2 separate regions of the Pan troglodytes genome follow, and region 1 is linked to region 2. The links are chromatin contacts, called in public Hi-C maps. All regions are on one chromosome and are shown on one strand. The core of a region is the stretch at or near the end of the contact, and the rest is flanking DNA. Distances in the headings are between cores, read along the strand shown. Region 1 holds the start of ENAH (ENAH actin regulator). Region 2 overlaps LOC104004758 (a long non-coding RNA gene).

Region 1 (2,700 bases), core at 52-2,551, 49 kb before region 2:
AACCACCTGCCAAATAATCCAGTTCCTTCCAAAGTGAAAAGCTGACCCTCTTTCCTGCTCTTATTCAAAATTAGCCTACGAAGAATTACTGTAGACTGCTTAAATAAACTTTTCAGATCTGTGTACCAAGTTCTATATTTACGTTACTGGAAAACATCAGCGTGGTTCCTCTCTCTCTACACTTCATAAGGAACAGAGCAAGAAAAGAGCTTGAAAAACAGAAGTTACTTTTTATTAGAAAAGGAATTTTCAAATGAAGACATAATTTACCTGTGACAGACTGACATCTATACATGACAGTGATTAAACTTCACTGAATACCCAAAACGGTAACTTTTTTTTAGTTCACAATCTTTGAATTAGACAACTACTCCTGTTTTTATTTAAAAATAACCCACTTTTGGCCAGGCACCGTGGCTCACGCCTGTAATCCCAGAACTTTGGGAGGCCGAAGCTGGTGGATCACGAGGTCCGGAGATGGAGACCATCCTGGCTAACATGGTGAAACCCTGTCTCTACTAAAAATACAAAAAATTAGCCGGGCGTGGTGATACGCGCCTGTAATCCCAGCTACTTGGGAGGCTGAGGCAGGAGAATCGCTTGAACCCAGGAGGCGGAGGTTGCAGTGAGCCGAGATCGCGCCACTGCACTCCAGCCTGGGCAAGAGAGCAAGACTGCATCTTTAAAAAAAAAAAAAAAAAAAAAAAAACTTTCCCTGTTTTATGTTTCTCAATGTTAAGATAAGTTTATCCAAAGTTTGAAACAACTGATAACTTCTGGTCTGCAAGATCCCTACGGCATTAGATCTCTAAAACAGAAACCAACAACATATAATATTACAAGATATAACAGTATGTATATTATAGTTCCTGAGTTTTCAAGGACATCAGTAACTTGATTAAAAAAAAAAAAGTCATGCTCAAACATATGACTCAAAGTTTTCAAGCCATATTTTACAAAGATTGTGTTTTTTGGTTTGTATGCTATAATTACTATTTAAACTCATTGCTTATATTTGAAAATAACTTGTGTGAAATCATCAAGGGAAAAGGGTTCAGTCGCCTAGAGACACCACATTAAACTCACTCTTTAAGGCCATCATAAATACAGGTAACTTGGAATCAGAGAAAAAAATTCAAATTCACAGTAAGCCTAAGTAAAAATTCAACAAAGATATATCACAATATATATATAAAAGCAAAATGGAAACACGTTTAACCTTGATAGAAAAAAAAAATGAAAAGCAAAGTTTAAAATGGAAACTACCGAAATTGAGAAAGAATTCCAATGACATGACATTTTCTTGCCAAAGCGAAGGAATTTGTAGATTATATCATTCAAATCTCATTGTATTACATTATAAAGGTCTTAGCAACGGTTGGCCATTAATCTTTAACACAAAGGAGATTCAAATCCAAATGAACTGTAAGACTATCTCTTCCAGGAGAGAGAAATGGAGTAATTTACTTTATCCACAATTGTTTAACCCACAAGGAAGGCCTTTAAGGATGATAACGCAGAATGGATCAGCCTTCAGTCTACCAAGTCCCATTTCTCACGAAGTCTTGCACCAATCCGAAAAGAGAAGGTTATGGACACAAAACAGGTTTAGGAAAGGCTGGAAAAAAAATCTCCAATGAATGACACACCACATCACGGTTTATTCTCCTACACAATTTGAGAAACAATAAAGAAAAATATCACACCATATGTTTCATCGTATCAATTAAAAAAATATTTTACGACAGTACATTCAATTCTCTTCTTCGGGGCCGCAAAAATAATTTAGCTCCTGTTTTATTGATTACAGAGCAAAGGGAAAAAGCAGCTGCTGCAATGCAACACAGGCTGCTACAGAGAAAGGGGAGAAAAGGCTTTTCCAAACAGATCCCTTCCCCGCCCCCGCTTACACACCCCTACCAACTTACTTATCCCAGTCTTTTACTGCCCCCACCACGTGAACCTAATCAATTCTTTCCCTTCCCCCACCATCGTGAAATTTCGCCTTTCACAGCTCCTTCACCTACCCCTACCAGAGGCACTTTATTACCCGCAGAGATTTCAGACCTTTCAAACTTTTCTGCCTTTTTTAATTAAACACGAGAGTTCGGAGGCAAAAGTGCATGAAATTTTTACATATATACGAAAAAATACCTGTTTCCCAGCAACACGCACGCTTCGATTCTCGAACCCCTCCCCATCTCCCGGGTTTCGCTTGCAAAGGCTTGGGGGAGGGAGCTAGGCGCAAATTAAATTTAGGAAGGGAAATCCTGGGTGAAAGAAGAGCATTTGAGGAAAAATGAGAGAACGATGAAGCGAGACCCCCAAACCACACGGGTTGGGGAGGTTTCCAAGAAAGAAAGAGAAATTGGAAGGGACAAAAGGGGGAAGGGGGAGGAACAGACCGGAGACCAGGGGAGACGCGCCGGGCCGGGAGAGGGAAGGCGGGGTCCGAGGAGAACGGGGGTCGCGGCTCCCGCGGCACAATGGCCCGCCCGGCCCCCGCCCCGCGCGCCCCTCACCTCATGGTGCCGGCGGCGCAGAGGCTTCCCCACCAGCCGGGAGACGCAGAAGGCGCCGAGCCGAGGGGGGTCTCTCCTCCAGGGGTGGGGAGCAGCTCGGAGACGGGAGACAAGTGTCCGGCTCCTCCTTCGGCGGCCAGGGGGCTACACCATCTCCTCGCACAAAGCCGAGGCGCCG
Region 2 (2,875 bases), core at 362-2,861:
ACGTTTGCCTCTTGGGTTCAAGCGACTCTCTTGCCTCAGCCTCCCAAGTAGCTGGGATTATAGGTGTGTGCCACCAGGCCCAGCTAATTTTTGTATTTTTAGTAGAGACGAGGTATCACCATGTTGGCCAGGCTGGTCTTGAACTACTGACCTCAAGGGATCCGCCTGCCTCAGCCTCTCAAAATTCTGGGATTACAGGTGTGAGCCACTGTGTCTGGCCTAACTCACCTTTTTCTTTATAGAAAGCTGCCTGGTTTTTTGAAGGAAGTCTTGAAACAATTTTTTTCTTCTTAAAAGTACTTTATAAAGTCTTTTGATTATAAAAATAATGTATGATTATAATAGAAATTTTGGAAAATGCAAAATGTGTAAAGAAGTAGTAATTCCACTACTCCACATATAACTGCTGTTAATATTTTAAATTTTCCTAAGGTATTTTTCTGCACATATATTGATAATATTTCTTTTTTCTCCAAATTGTGATCTTAAAACTTTTAGACTTTCCAAAGATTTTGTAAACTTCTTTGAAATACCAGGAAGCCCATCTAACCCAGTGCAGCAAGTATGGACTTTTGAAGTTCAAACATAGTTTGGAAAATTGACCACACAGTTTCCAAGAGGAAACTAAAATTGGCAAAATGCCCTTTTCCACCCTGATAGGGGCTTTAAATGCCTAACCATTTGTTTTGCTGGCAGCAGGACCATTTTTTAGTGGCAACCAATGACTATTAGTGCCAATAAAAGTTCTTAAACCCCTCACAGCATTAATCATGCTCCAGATGTTACAAAAGTTGAGTGACCGAAAATGTACATACATTGAAGTCTTCAGCTGCTGCCTCAAGGTCATGGGGATTTCAGCTTCATTCTCTTAATTCAGAGTTAAGCCAGACCCCATCAGTGAGATTTCAGCCTCATTATAAACCACAGAGGCTTCATTTTGCATATATTTCAGCATTTTCTATTTTCCTTTGGCCACTCTCATAGTGTATGTGTTCCTTTAAAACATCTCCTCTTTGATGAATAGTCCTTCCTGGGGCCCTTTTGTAGGCATGAGAGATTATACTCTGTTTTGATTCTATCTTTGCCCCTGAGATACCAACCAGTAGCATTCTTCCCACTTTGTCTGATCAAATGGAATTATTTTTAGAAGAAGCTGCTGTGTTTGAAAGACAGCTTATAATCTTAAAAAAGCCCTTTACATTGCAGACATATGGGCTTCTTGACAGTGTGTGTCTAGAATTGCAATGTTTTCTCTGCCCAGAGGACTACCTTTGAATTCACCCTTTCTGCTTGTGTGTGTCTGTAAAGATAAATGAATTGCTTTGGCACTGAATATAGTAACTGTAGCGTGCATCATTTCTGACAACTACTTCCTGAACTTCTTCCCTGAGTTTTGTACCAACTGTTCTCATTGGTTCTCCGCAGAGCTCGTGGCACAGAGGAAAATGGACATAAGGTAGCGGTAACAGGCTGGCGACTGTGGCTTTTACACATTGCTTCACACAACCCTGTCCAGGAGTTTTACACACTCACTAAACAAATAGAAGGCACCATCCAATTCACTGGAGCCCCGTTGGATAAATACGGAAAGAATGTGGGAGCTATGTCATGAACCACAATGGTTTTGTGTTCTGTGTAATTTGAAGACGAGATTCCTTTGCTGTGTGTCACCTCCCATATTACCACTGTCGCCCAACATTTCATAACCATCAACTCTTTGCCAGTGCCCACATGCAAAGATGGGTTTGTATTAAAAAATAAATGAGAACAGCACATTCTGATGTGGTGTAGTATATCAGCATTTTCCATGAAGCCTCGTCGCCGGCCTTCCCCTTTTAGGAAACAAAGGACCCGTGACAGAGCCTACTTATCCCGTTACAGCTCCTGGTGAGAAGGGCAAAGCGATGTCAGAAATAATAGAAAAGGCTTTTTCCTTTGAAATATCTAAATGTTCAAAGATGGGAACAGCCGCAGGGGGGAGAATACTGTGCTATGCAAGTTGATCTGATTTTGTGGACCATCCATTTCCAATTGGGAAGCTCACTTACTTTCAACTTGAAGCATCAGAAAACCAGACTTACAGCAGCTTCAGCCTATAGGGGTTTATTTTTCTCATGTAACAAGAAGAACAGAAGTGGACAGAGGCCGAGTTCTCAAGGACTCAGTTTCTTTCTGTCCCATCAACCTTACCATGTTGGATTGTCATCTTTGCGCTTGTTGCCTCATGGTGGCAAGATGGCTGCAGCACCTCTGGGACTCACGACTGATTTTTAAGGTAGGAAGAAGGGGACAGGACTGTACTAGCCAGACGGCTTCCTTTCATCTGGAAAGCAAAAGGTTTCCCTGAATCCTCAGCAGATTTCTGCTGTCTTCCCATTGGCCAGAACTGTGTCACATGGTCACTTTTAATAGGTTTAAAAATGAGTTTTTCCTGGGAATATTGCTGGCTTGAACTAAATTGTGGTTCTGTTAGTGCAAAAGAAGAGGAGTGGGTGGAGTTTGGTCACATACCTCACACAGCCGCTCTTCTTAAGATGCTACTTAGAGGATGGTAGGGACTGAGAGGAGGAGGCAGAAGGAGCATAGCGACCTCTTTGGAGATGTAAGTGACTGTCTACATCATGTGTTTGTAGAGCCATGGGAATCAAAAATAACTCTTGCGATAGATTAGCAGCCCCAAACTTTTTGTTCACATGCGAAAATCTCTGTAATGAATTGTTAGTTCCCTGTTACAATTATTATGAAAATCTGCTGTGTTTAAATTATTGGGAAAGTAAAAGTATGATTTTTAAAAGGTAAATCTGACCATTTTGCCCACCCCTGGCTTAAAATCCTTCAGGAGATTTCCATAGCTCTTGAGATAAAATGCACCATC

The links. A called contact is a pair of places that touch in the nucleus more often than the background predicts.
Region 1: a Hi-C map of stem cell-derived neural progenitor cells shows a contact between it and region 2, with 2.4 times the contacts expected there. The contact joins the promoter of ENAH here to the enhancer-like site in region 2. A contact is called at or near these places in 2 of 7 Hi-C or Micro-C datasets (blood and stem cell-derived neural progenitor cells).

The regions. Positions count from the first base shown.
Region 1 is chr1:23,644,470-23,647,169 of NHGRI_mPanTro3-v2.0_pri, reverse strand. It overlaps ENAH (ENAH actin regulator), which reads right to left and starts at 1,301. Exons shown (of 16, transcript NM_001328283.1): 1 at 1,267-1,301.
Region 2 is chr1:23,595,722-23,598,596 of NHGRI_mPanTro3-v2.0_pri, reverse strand. It overlaps LOC104004758 (a long non-coding RNA gene), which reads left to right. Exons shown (of 4, transcript XR_001712919.3): 2 at 1,426-2,275. Among named protein-coding and RNA genes, the nearest start is that of ENAH, 49 kb to the left of the region's middle. Within about 2 kb of position 1,611, at least 5 of the 24 cell types and tissues checked have an H3K27ac peak or open chromatin away from gene starts, as enhancers often do. A contact at or near this core is called in stem cell-derived neural progenitor cells, where this site is marked.